Linked DNA regions of Macaca mulatta: region 2 is linked to region 1. Evidence: chromatin contacts called from public Hi-C data. All regions are on one chromosome and are shown on one strand. The core of a region is the stretch at or near the end of the contact, and the rest is flanking DNA. Distances in the headings are between cores, read along the strand shown.

Region 1 (6,594 bases), core at 247-2,746:
CCCAGCTACTCGGGAGGCTGAGGCAGGAGAATGGCGTAAACCCGGGAGGCGGAGCTTGCAGTGAGCTGAGATCCGGCCACTGCAGTCCAGCTCGGGCGACAGAGCAAGACTCCTTCTCAAAAAAAAAAAGAAAAAGAAAAAGAAGATGAGCATGGGCCAGCTCATCAGGAGTCTTTTATGCAATGCTAAGGACCTGAGACATCATCTTAAAAAGACTGGATAGCATCAGGAAAGATTCTGAAGGAGACTCAGGGGTTAAAAGAGAATTTCCTGTATCTCCAGGACAATGCAGACAGTAGGACAACGGAGAGAGTAAGAATAGTTTTGCACAAAACAGGCACTCAATGAATACTGGTGGAATAAAATATACTCCACTATTACCAATTTATCTTAGGAGAGAAAAGCAAGAACTGTTTTCCAAGACAATGCTACAACGCATGCGCACAATCTTTGAGGTCTCCGTCTGTGCCCAACAGCTCCTCATTCCTGCTGTGGGCATACAGAGGGCGCTCATTCCCGGGGACAGTTCCCAAAGTACCCCCACCTCCCATGACCACACCCCACCACGCCCTGTTCAATTTGCCACCAAATCCCTATCCCTATCCCTGCTCCAACAGGCAATCAAATCTCCACCTCCAGTCACTAGCGGGATGACTTAGCGCCACTACTAAATTCTCTGAGCCAGACTCCTCCGGGAGGTAAAGGAGGATGGGATAATAACTCGTCTCTCCCAGCAGCCGTGACAGGGAGGTAATGTACTCACTACCTGGCAGAAAGAGTGCTCCCCAAGCTGGTTGCTCCCTTGGATATTGAAGGCATCACGCTGTACTGAGATTCTCTCTGCACCTGTCTCCCACCCTACCCATCCCAAGAATGTGGGCTCCTGGACGCTAGGATCCATCTCTCCGGGACCTGGAACAGCGGACTTCGCCCGCCAGGCCTCTGGGAAAACCCTGGGTGAGGGCTGCTCAAATGCCTCTAGGGACCAGGATTAACGGAAACGGGTGAGGCTGGCAGCGGGGCACCAGGAACTCCCAATGTGAGGTTCGCCGCCGCCACCCACAGCTAGAAGATTCCTGTCCCGTGAAAGCGTGGCCCAGGGTTGCCGGATGTTTCTCCCCCCACCCCCCTAGAACCCAGAAAGTCTGATTCTGGGGTAAAGCGGCGCACCTTTTAGACGCTACCAACTATCTCAAAAAAGCTTACAGACCAACCAAGACGCTACTACGGGCTGAATCTGGGCTTCAGTCGCCCAGTTGAGACCCCTGTACCTACTCCCAGACCCGCCAGGGGACTGGGGCGGCATCCCCACCGGCCCTTGGGAGGCCAGGCAGCCACTTACGAAGGATGAGAAGGACGGGAGGAGGATCCTAAGAACATTGCACCCAAACACGAAGCTGAGCACCAGCAACCACGCCCAGTGGTCGGCCGCGGCTGAGCTCATCCCGGATACTCCTGGCTGTACTGGGTTCGCTACGGCAGCTCCATGGGGACCACGCCAGCAGAGGCGACTGCGCCTGCGCGGGTGAAGCCCAGCGCGCCTGCGCACTGCGTCGCCCTCGCAGGAGGCGGGGCCGTTTTTACCACCCGCTCCAGTTGGAGCGGTTGACATGTTCCAGGTTCCTCCTGGGCCTTCGGGGATTCCGTAGCCTTCTCGCACCCGCCCCCACCCCTACTCAACCAGTTTTCCTGGCGTCCGTGTTTCTTTTTTTCCTTCTTTTTAAAATTGAAAACCTTCTCATAGTACCAAATTCTGGTTTCAAGTGCTAACGACTCCCTGCTTTTGTCATAATTAGTACTTTCTTTAACTTTTAATTCTAGATAAGTTTAAGATAAACTCTTCCATAAATAAAAAACTACCGTAAGTATAGTAGCAGGTAGCTGTCGTGTTCCAAGCAGGTATGCGGAAAATGCCTTACGTTTTCGTTCCAGAACTAAACACTGTAGTAAGTCTAACCAATTTACACAATTGCATACCTGTAAAAATAAGTTTATTAGAATGCACTGTTCACAATCATTAGTAGTAGCTAATAAAGTAACCTGAATCTAGGTGAGGATCAGGTTTTGCCGCAAAAGAATCCCAAATCAAATGTATGCATCAGTGGGCAGAGCGTGGTGGCTCACGCCAGTAATCCCAGCATTTTGGGAGCCCGAGGCGGGCGGGTCACGAGGTCGAGAGATCGAAACCAGCTTGGCCAACATGGTGAAACCCCGTCTCTATGATACAAAAATTAGTTGGGCGTGGTGGCGCGCGCCTGTAGTCCCAGCTACTCAGGAGGCTGAGGCAGGAGAATCGCTTGAACCCGGCAGGCGGAGGTTGCAGTGAGCCAAGATCGTGCCACTAGTACTCCAGCTCCAGCGACAGAGTGGGACTCCGTCTCAAGAAAAAAAAAAAAAAAGTATACATAGTGGATAAAGCAAGACATGTTCAGCTGTCTCTTCTGCCATGCTGCCATGGCTGGTTTCTGAGGACTAATTCCTAATCAAAATGATGCAAGATTGCGGGTACACTGGCTCATGCCTGTAATCCCAGCACTTTGGGAGATCCAAGCAAGGTGGATCACGGGCCCAGGAGTTTGAAACCAGTCTAGGTAACATAGTGCGACCCCATCTTTACAGTAGAATATAAATATTAGCCGGGCATTGTGGCACGTGCCTGTGGCCCCAGCTATTAGGGAGGCTGAGATGAGAGGATCGCCTGAGCCCAGGAGGTCGAGGCTGCAGTGAGCTGTGATCACACCACTGTGCTCCAGCCTGGGCGACAGAGTACAACTCTGGCTCATTATTATGAACCAATTAAAATAATTTTGCAGCTGGGTGCAGTGACTCAAGCCTGTAATCCCAGCACTTTGGGAGGCCGAGGCGGGTGGATCACCTAAGGTCAGGAGTTCGACACCAGCCTGACCAACAAGGCAAAACCCTGTCTCTACTAAAAATACAAAAATTAGCTGGATGTGGTGGCGGGCGCCTGTAGTCCCAGCTACTCAGGAGGCCGAGGCAGGAGAATCGCTTTAACCTGGGAGGCGGAGGTTGGCTGAGATCATGCCGCTGCACTCCAGCCTGGGCGACAAGAGTGAAACTCTGTCTTTAAAAAAAAAAAAAAAAAAAAAAAATTATGCAAGAGGCTGTGGTTCTACAAATTTCTTTTTCTTTTTCTTTTTCTTTTTTTTTTGAGACGGAGTCTCGCTCTGTCGCCCAGGCTGGAGTGCAGTGGCCGGATCTCAGCTCATTGCAAGCTCCGCCTCCTGGGTTTACGCCATTCTCCTGCCTCAGCCTCCTGAGTAGCCGGGACTACGGGCGACTGCCACCTCGCCCGGCTAGTTTTTTGTATTTTTTTTAGTAGAGACGGGGTTTCACCGTGTTAGCCAGGATGGTCTCGATCTCCTGACCTCGTGATCAGCCTGTCTCGGCCTCCCAAAGTGCTGGGATTACAGGCTTGAGCCACCGCGCACAGCCAGTTCTACAAATTTCTGTTCAAGAAAACATGTGATCCAGCCTGGGCGACAGAGCAAGACTCCGTCTCAAAAAAAAAGAAAAAGAAAACATGTGAAACAAGGCTATTCTGTAGGAGTAGAGTGAATCCTTTCCCTGAAAGGACTTCTTGGTTAGTAAGTGACTTCTGAACAAAACAAAGAGCAGGAGCCTGGCTCTCCTCCATGGCCTTCCCTTCCACCTGGATGGACCACGCAGCATGGCAGCCGGGCTCCTGGCTTCTCTGTCACTGGAGATTGAGATGGATTTAGGAGGAGAAACTGCCTCTTGAAAAGTGATGACAGGCCAAGCACAGTGGTTCACGCCTGTAATCCCAGCATTTTGGGAGGCCAAGGTGGGTAGATCACCTGAGGTCAGGAGTTCAAAACCAGCCTGACCAACTTGGTGAAAGCCCACCTCTCCTAAAAATACAAAAATTAGTTGGGCGTGGTGGCGCATGGCGCATGCCTGTAATCCCAGCTACTCAAGAGGCTGAGGCAAGACAATCGCTTGAACCCAGGAGGTGGAGGTTGCAGGGAGCCAAGGTGGCACCATTGCACTCCAGCCTGGTGACAGAGTGAGACTCCATCTCAAAAAAAGAAAAGAAGAAGACTAATAACTAAAAATAGGTGTTGTTCCACTGTGAGCTGCAGACAGCAGGTGTATGCAAACCTAGCCCCAAAGGCCAAAGGAGCTAAGAGGCTGAAGAAAGAAGTTGACAAAACTAAGTTTCTCAAAAATAAATATTTAATAGAGAAACAAACAGAAGTAGCTCATACCTCAGGCAGCCATAGTAGGTTTCTGAGCCTGCACTTCAGAATGTATTGTGTTGTTTTGTGTGTTGTGTTTTGTTTTGTTTAGAGACTGAATCTCACTCTGTCACTGTGTCACCCAGACTGGAATGCAGTGGCATGATCATAGCTCACTGCAGCCTCCAACTCCTGGGCTCAAGTGATCCTCCTGCCTTAGCCTCCCAAGTAGCTGGGACTACAAGTGCAGGCCACCACACCCAGCTAAGGGGTGTGTGTGTGTGTGTGTGTGCATTAATCAATTTTTACACTGCTCTAAAGAACTACCTGAGACTGGGTAATTTATAACGGAAAGAGGTTTAATTGACTCACAGTTCTACATGGCTGGGGAGGTCTCAGGAAACTTACAATCATGGCAGAAGGCCAAGGAGAAGCAAACATCTTCTTCACGAGGTGGCAAGGTGGGGGCAGGTACCACCACCATCACAAAAGATCTCACAAGATCTCTCTCAGATCTCGTGAGAACTCCCTTGCTATCGTGAGAACAGCATGGAGGAAACCGCCCTCATGATCCAATCACCTCCCACCAGGTCCCTCCCTCAATAAGTGGGGATCACAGTTCGAGACGATATTTGGATGGGCACACAGAGCCAAACCTTATCAATATGTGTGTGTAGATGGGGTCTCACTATGTTGTGCAGGCTGGTCTCGAACTCCTGAGCTCAAGCAGTCCTCCTGCCTCATCCCCACAAGTAGCAGGGATTACAGGTGCACACTATCACGCCTGGATAATTTATTTTTATTTTTGCTTTTTGTAGAGTTGGATTCTCATTATGTCATCCAGGCTAGTCTCTAACTTCTGGCCTAAAGCAGTCCTCCCACCTCAGCCTCCCAAAGTGATGGGACTGCAGGTGTATGCCACCATGCCTGGCCAGAAGGTATTCTTTATACACAAGCTTTCAGGGCAAAATATGTGCTAACAATGAATGAAGAATTGGTGTCTGTTGGAATATTGCATTTTAGTATACCTGAATTGTTAAGCCTTTGTGTGTGTATATAGCTAATCTGAAGAAAAATAGAATGTAATAGGAACTATCTTGCTGTGTTTAGTTTTTGGTTGTTGCTGTTTGCTAGAGACAGGGTCTCGATTTGTCACTCAGGCTGTAGTGCAGTAGCATGACTGTAGTTCACTGCAGCCTCAAACTCCTAGATTCATGCAATCCTCCCACCTCAGCCTCCCAAGTAGCTAGGACTATAGGTGTGCAGCACCACACCTGGCTAATTTTAATGAGTTTTTTAAAAAGTGTTTATAAAAGATAATATTTAAGGTGATGGATATCTCAAAAAAACAGCTTTAATCTTTAACACCATATGAATCTATCAAATGATCAAATGGATCCCCAAAATGTGTACATCTATTATGTATCAATAAAAAATATTTCAGGCCAGGTGGGGTGGCTCAGGCCTGCAACCCAAGCACTCTGGGAGGGCAAGGCAGGAGGACTGCTTGAGGCCAGAAGCTGGAGACCACCCTGGGCAACACAGCAAGACCCCCATCTCTACAATATAAAAGAATAAAATAAAAAGAGTCCAAGAAATAAGTTAAATTATATATGTGGAAGGGTTCCCTGAAAGAACAAGAATTTACATCTTTAAATAAAGTAAAATGTTAAAAAATGGAAGTGTAGGCTGGGTGCGGTGGCTCATGCCTGTAATCCCAGCACTTTGGGAGGCCAAGGCTGGCGGATCACGAGGTCAGGAGTTCGAGACCAGACTGGCCAACATGGTGAAACCCCGTCTCTACTAAAAATACAAAACTTAGCCGGGCGTGGTGGTGGGCGCCTGTAATCCCAGCTGCTTGGGAGGCTGAGACAGAAGAATTGCTTGAAACCAGAAGGCAGAGGTTGAAGTGAGCCAAGATTGCGCCACTGCACTCCAGCCTGGTCAACAAGAGTGAAACTCTGTCTCAAGAAAAAAAAAAAAAAAAAAAAAAAGGAAGTTTAAAAACAAGCATTTCTGCAACATTTTAAAATACAAATATTAAATTATCCTAAATGGCAGCACTATTTATATTGCTAGATGGTGGTGTGCAACATTGAATTATATGCTTTCAAATGACTAATTGTATCTTCTATGAATTTCACCTCAATTTGAAAAATATTGCTAAAACTAGATAACCTTTATTTATTTTTTATTTTTTGAGATGAAATCTTGCTTTGTTGCCCAGGCTGGAGTGCAGTGGCACAATCTTGGCTCACTGCAACTTTCGCTTCCCAGGTTCAAGTAATTCTCCGGCCTCAACCTCCCAAGTAGCTAGGATTACAGGCATGCACCACCACGCCTGGCTAATTTTTGTATGTTTAGTAGAGACAGG
Region 2 (6,575 bases), core at 2,632-5,131, 83 kb after region 1:
TACCAGCTATATGCTCTTGGGCCATACTTAAATCTCTCCGCGTCTCAGCTTTCTCCTTGTGCAGTGAGCCTATCATTGACATCTGAGAGCTGTTTATCCAGTCAGGAGTTGCTTGCCACCGGCTAAGACATTGGTTCCCTTGAAAATGCAACCCTATAGCTTAATGTCACCTGCTGTTAAGATTTTCCAACATTTACTTACCATATAGCTTTCTTGTGGTGAAACTCAAGTTATTTTCATTTACCCAAAAGCAAACCTCAGTGTGTACGTAAGGAATGGCTTGGATTGAATTGTGTGAGGAATACACCGATTCTTGCCTTGTTTGGAGACCACTTCTGGCAGGTACCCACTAAGGAGTTGCTCCTGGACAGCGTATTTCCTTTTCCTCCTCCTGGTAGGCACATGTGAGTTGTATCTGAGTCTTTTGCCATCTGGGAGTTGAATGGGGAAGATATTCTCCCTCTCATTAGAAATCTTTTTTCCTATTCAAAATCTAGAAAGAATATTTGTCATGAACGTGACAGTAAGTCGTAAAAGGACTCCCAGGGCGCTTGCAAAGGAAAACTCATGTCATCATGTTTTTTTTTTTTTTTTTTTTTTGAGACAGGGTCTTGCTCTGCTGCCTAGGCTGGAGAACAGTGCTGTGGTCATGGGTCACTGCAGCCTCCATCTCCCAGGCTCTAGCCATTCTCTTGCTTCAGCCTCCTAAGTAGCTGGGGCTACAGGTACACACCTACCATACCTGGCTATTTTTTATTTTTTGTAGAGATGGGGTCTCACCATGTTGCTCAGGCTGGTCTCGAACTCCTGGGCTCAAGCAATCCTCTGGCCTTGGCCTCCCAAACCACTGGGATTACAGGTGTGAGCCACTGTGTCTGAGCTCGTGTCATCATTTCCGATCTCCTGTAATGGTTACTATGCTGCCAACCACCAGAACTATAATTTCAGACAATGACCTGAACTTGGAATATAAATTCTTGTTAATATCTTTTGGGGGTTTTTATCTTATGCCCTTGTTACAAAATGAAATGTACAACTCCTTGGTCAATCATTGAAAGTTTAAATTCACCCCTGATGTCTTTGTCATTTGGTAACATTGGTAATCTTGCAGCATCAGATCACACTGTACCATAGTTATCAATGCACTGTAACTTCGAATAATCAAGTTGTTGCAAGCAGTTACTCATGTTAACAATCTAGCTACCAGCTTGTATGCCCTACCTTATTTGTTGGCACAACCTCAGCAAGCCCCAAACGAGATTTTTGTGATTCTTTTTTATTTCATCCCAACTTCATCTTGCAGACTTAATGTCCTACATATTTCTGAACTTGTCTCTTCACTATCCTTATAACCAATGCCCTCATATATCTTTTCTATTTCAGGGGTCTGTTAAGCGCCTCTTGGTCTTAACTTTCTCAAATCCATCCTAAAATAGAAAATGATTCCTTCCTGGCTTAGAATCCTTCAACTGCTACCAATTTCAGCTTCTGACATCATGATCCCATCCTCTCCGAAGTCACCCCAAGTAGTCACACTAAACTTCGGATTCCTTAAACTAAAAATTATATTTATGTCTTGGCCCTCTGTTGTTTCTATGTCTGAAATCCCTTTACACACATTGTAGGCCTGGATAACCTGAACTTCCCTAACATTTCCCCCACGCAGAGGCAAGTTGATCCTCCTATCTCTGCCCTAAATCGTGTCATTATTTGCTTACATCTGTTCCCCCTAAGAGACGCTGAAGTCTTTGATGGCAAAGCTGTGGCTCATTTCCCACTCCTTTTTTTTTTTTTTTTAAATCACCATCACTTGTTACTGCTTGCTGAGTTAACAGATGTAAGGAGTTAACTTACTGATGCACTAGCTCAAACATGTTTAGATTGTTACCTCACAGATATATATTTTTTTGAGACAGTCTCGCTCTGTTGCCCGGGCTGGAGTGCAGTGGCACGATCTCAGCTCACTGCAGCCTCTGCCTCCGGGGTTCAAGCAATTCTGCGTCAGCCTCTCAAGCAGCTTGGACTACAGGCGCGCACCCCCGCAGGTGGCTAACATTTTGTATTTTTAGTAGAGACGGGGTTTCACCATGTTGGCCAGGATGGTCTTGATTTCCTGACCTCATGATCCGCCCGCCTTGGCCTCCCAAAGTGCTGGGATTACAGGTGTGAGCCAGCACGCCTGGACAGCCTTACAGGTATCTGTATCTATTTATAAATACATATAAAAGCTTTTGGCCAGGCGCGTTGGCTCACGCCTGTAATCTTCAGCACTTCGGCAGGCCGAGGCGGGTGGATAACCTGAGGCCAGGAGTTCGAGACCAGCCTGGCCAACACAGTGAAACCCCCGTCTCTACTAAAAATATAAAAATTAGCCGGACGTGGTGGCACGTGTCTGCAATTCCAGCTACTCGGGAGGCTGAGGCTGCAGTGAGGTGAGATCACACCACTGCACTCCAGCCTGGGCGACAGAGCAAGACCCTGTCTCAAGGAAAAAAAAAAAAAAAAAGCTTTTGCTATTTGGTGTAAATAAAAGCCAACTGTATACGGTGCTTACTATATGCCAGGAACACATTAATTCATTAAATCCTCACCACTTTATGAGGCAGGCACAAATATTGTGTTTACTAGTGAGGAATTATCTACGGTTTACTGGTAAGGAAAACTGAGACCCACAGGTTGTGACTTGCTCAAGGTCAAGCTGGTGGAGCCAAGACAAGGTGCAGGCAGTGAGTCCTGCCCCAGAGTCTGACCTGAACCACATTTAACCTCTCTGTGGTGTGTGGGTTATTGCCATGAGTAAGAATCAGAACGTTAACGCGCACTCCAGGAAGGCAGGGACACCATTTAGGGTCACCGCTGTACTTCAGGGGTCAGAGCAGGGCAGGCTGGATGCGCTGAGGAAACTCATACAGTTAGGTCAGAAGCCTGGCAAGACAAGGGAATTCTCTGGTCCTCGTCCACCTCTCCAACCTCACGTCTACTAGTCTTCCAAGAGGATTCTAACTACACATGGCTCCCGAGTTTCCGGCTTCTCTTCTCAGGGAGGGTCTGCGGCCCGTTGCACCGCCTTCTCCCCGCAATCCCGTTTTCCTGTCCATGCCTGGACGGATCCGGCCGAGCCGTCAGCCGCAGCTGCGCGCTGCTCCCCCGACTCGCACCCCCTCGGCGAAGCGCTGCATTTTATGTAATTTTCTACCAGGCTGCCGGCTTCTGGGGGCTGCGGCTGGGTCTCGGCGGCCTTCAGCGCCGCAGACGCTCCGGCAACGCCGGTATCCGAGGCCCCCGCCCTAGGCTCGCGGGTCCGGGCGGCGTTCCCCCGTGCGGGAGGCGCGGCGAGCCAATCCTCACTTTCAAAGCTTTCGCGTCCTGGAAGTCTATCGTGGGGGGCAAAACGCGCTGGCCCCAGACGACCGGTTCGTGAAGTCACCCTTCCGAGCGACCCGGAGCGGGCGACCCTGCAGAACCGCGGCTCGGGGCCCTTGCGGTCCCGCGTAGAGGACCCAGGTCCCGCGGGGGGCGGCGGTGACTCGCCCCCTCCGGCGGCCGCGCTTCCGCCCCCGGTACCCGCACGCTGCTGGACCGCCCGGCGTCGCGTCGCCGCCTCACAAAGCCTGGGCGGCCGCCTCATCGCGCGCAGGGATCCGGGCCACGCGCCCTCCCCTCCCCCACTCGCCGCCGCTACCCTGGGCGCCCAGGTCTTTACCCCCGCGTCACTTTCTCCTCATCGAGTCCCCGGAGACAGACAGCGGAGCGAGGCTCGCCTTCCCGGGCGAGACGCAAGCTCCAGTCCTCCCTTGGCGCCGAGGCCCCCGCGCCCCACGGAGGGACTACTTTCCGTCTCCTGTGAGGCACTACTTCCTCCCCCGCGGAGGCGTCGGACCAGGAGGCGCGCACGGCATGGCGGCGGCAGCGGCGGCGGCGGCGGCGGCGGCGCGCGCCTGAGGAGAGGGGACGCCAGCCCGGTCAGGCCTCGGCGCGGCCTACACGCTCCGCTCGCTCGCTCGCTCCCGCCTCCCGCCCCGTGTCCGGCCATGGCGGAGCCCTCGTCCGCCCGACGCCCGGTGCCTCTCATCGAGTCGGGTAAGACGCGAGGCCGTGCCACCCCCGTCCTGGCGCTCCCAGCTGCTTCGGCTTCCCCGGCTGCCCCGGCCCCGACCCCGTCCCGGTCCCGGGCCCCGTCCCCTCCCTGCCCGGGCTTGACCCAACTCCCTGTCTTCCCGCAGAGCTGTACTTCCTCATCGCCCGGTACCTATCGGCGGGCCCGTGTCGGAGAGCGGCCCAGGTGAGTGCGGGCCCGCGGGCGGCTGCGGACTTGGCGTCCCCGGTGTCCCCTCCGCCGCCGGGGGTCGCGGGTGGAGGGCGGGGGTGAAGCGGGCGCGCCCCGGGCCCGGCCCCACCCCTGACCGCGCGTCTCTCGGCCGCAGGTGCTGGTGCAGGAGCTGGAGCAGTACCAGGTCTGTGCCCGCCCGTCCCCGCGCGCCCGTCCCCGCGCTCCCTCGCGTCCCTCCTCCCGACCTTGCCCTGAGGGATGCTCGCCCGCGCCCCCCGCCCGCCCCGCGCCCCCCGCCCGCCCCGCGCCGGAGCGGTGGTCACTCGTGTGCGTTTCGTGTCTTTCCAGTTGTTGCCGAAGAGGTTGGACTGGGAGGGCAACGAGCACAACAGGAGCTACGAGGAGTTGGTGAGCATTGGGCACGTTTGCTCCCCGGGTTCTCCGTGCACCGCCCCCCGCCCCTGCCCCTGCCCCTGCCCCTCGTGGGGACCCCGGCCCGTGGGGTGCAAAGTGTGAGCCGCACTGGAGGGCGGCCCCAGGACAGCTGCCTTCCCCGCTGAATATTCTGTTTTGTTTTTGAGGCGGCCAGGTTTGTTTTGGCAGGAAACAGTCATGGGGGGCGGCGCGGGGCGGAGCGGTGGGGGCGACTCGCGGAGGTCCTGCGGCAGGGGTGGGGCTCCAGGTGCGGCCGCCTCTGCGGGGTGTGGCGTGCGCAGCCAGCCATTCAACGGGGCGGTTTCATCCGCTCCCCCCCTCTCCACCGCGCTTGTAACTCGCGCTCTGATTGGCCTCTCGTGTCTTGTCCCGCCCGGGTCTGTCCCCCACTTGTTCTTTAGGAATAGAATCATTGGTCTCTGAAGGTGGAGAAATGTTCTTGTGTTGAGCTTATTTTTTGTTTTGTCCGCAGCAGCGTCATAAAAATCTTGCAGCTGTGTGAATATGCTACTGTAATACTTGTGCTCTTTTCTCCTGTACAATATTTGTTGAACGCCGTAGAAAGTTGATTGATGAGTTTCACACTGATCTTGCTGTAGATAATAAAGTGCTTTAAATAGACACTTTCTTTTTGAGCTCGGTTAATCGTGCATTACAGTCTCATTTCTTTTGTGAACCTGGTTAATATCTCTATATAACTTGCTTTTATCTGTAGTTAACAGCAGTTGCAGGGATTCGTTTGTTTTTACTGGAGACATTTTTCAGGAATGTATTTTTGCCATTTCGTTATTAGGACAAAGGAAATTCGTTGATTGCCAGGCCATGTTCAGCATCTTGTATAAGGAAAACAATTGAGAGGGAAAAGAGCTTCTGAGTGATCTTTTACCACAGTTTGAAGACCTGTAACCCTTAAGCGGTAGAGTATGGTAGCAAGTGAAAAGAAGAAAAATCAGTTTTAGAAGATTACCGGTTTTGAATTAGAGACAACAAAAGAAACCAGAGAATATGTTATTTTCGTGAGCAGTTAAAACTTGAAGCCTGGTGCAAGTAGCAAGTAATTTTAATATTTGCCTTCTTAGATTTTGAAGTAAACACTTAAAAGTGGATGTTTTCAAGAGAATGAGTTATAGAAATTCTGATGATGGCAATTTGTTTTCTTGAGTTTGACATTTTGAGATAGTTTTTTTGTAAACGTTGAGGAAACATTTAAAGGACGCCCTCTTTTAGTTTTCTCCACGGATAATATAGCTTTATCGGTGAAGCGGAAAAGCATTGTTGGTTATGATGCTCTAGTCGTGCTACCTGAGAGAAAATAACTTGAAAGAAATGTAGTGCTGTAACTACTGGAAAAGTTACTTTTAAAATACATTTATAGGGGCTGGGTGCAGTGGCTCATAGCTGCAATCCCAGCACATTAGGAGGCCGAGGTGGGAGGAGCACTTGAGGCCAGGAGTTCCAGACCAACTCTGCCTCCACAAAAAATAAGTAACAGAAAAATTAGGCGGATGTGGTGGTGCGTGCCTGTGAGTCCCAGCTATTTCGGAGGCTGAGGCGGAAGGATCACTTGACTCTGCGAGTTTGAGGCTGTATTGAACTATCCTCCTGCCACTGCACTCCAGCCTGGGAGATGGAGCAAGGCCTAGTTTCTTAAAAAAACCAAAACAAAAAACCAAAAAAATTTATATAAGATTTTTGGCTTTTGTTGCTAGAATTGCTTAAAACCCTACTTACTGTTGTTTAAAGTCATTTAAATTCTGTGATAATACGGCTGTGATTTGGCTGTGACATATGGCATCTCTTATTGCCTCCCTGATTTGGTCTGTCTGGTGGGTATCTTTCTTTTTACCTTCCTCTCTGTCCTCCAGTCCCC

The links. A called contact is a pair of places that touch in the nucleus more often than the background predicts.
Region 2: a Hi-C map of fetal cortex germinal zone shows a contact between it and region 1, with 2.2 times the contacts expected there. The contact joins the promoter of BRWD1 here to the promoter of GET1 in region 1. A contact is called at or near these places in 4 of 14 Hi-C or Micro-C datasets (blood, cortical neurons, fetal cortex germinal zone and 1 more).

What each region holds. Positions count from the first base shown.
Region 1 is chr3:8,065,120-8,071,713 of T2T-MMU8v2.0, forward strand. GET1 (guided entry of tail-anchored proteins factor 1) reads right to left here and starts at 1,497. Exons shown (of 5, transcript XM_077995755.1): 1 at 1,343-1,497. The coding sequence starts at 1,444.
Region 2 is chr3:8,146,190-8,152,764 of T2T-MMU8v2.0, forward strand. It overlaps BRWD1 (bromodomain and WD repeat domain containing 1), which reads left to right and starts at 3,882. Exons shown (of 42, transcript XM_015132876.3): 1 at 3,882-4,080; 2 at 4,224-4,282; 3 at 4,425-4,454; 4 at 4,619-4,678. The coding sequence starts at 4,032. It overlaps LOC106997240, which reads right to left and starts at 3,916. Exons shown (of 1, transcript XM_015132879.3): 1 at 2,595-3,916. The coding sequence starts at 3,628. The coding sequence ends at 3,038.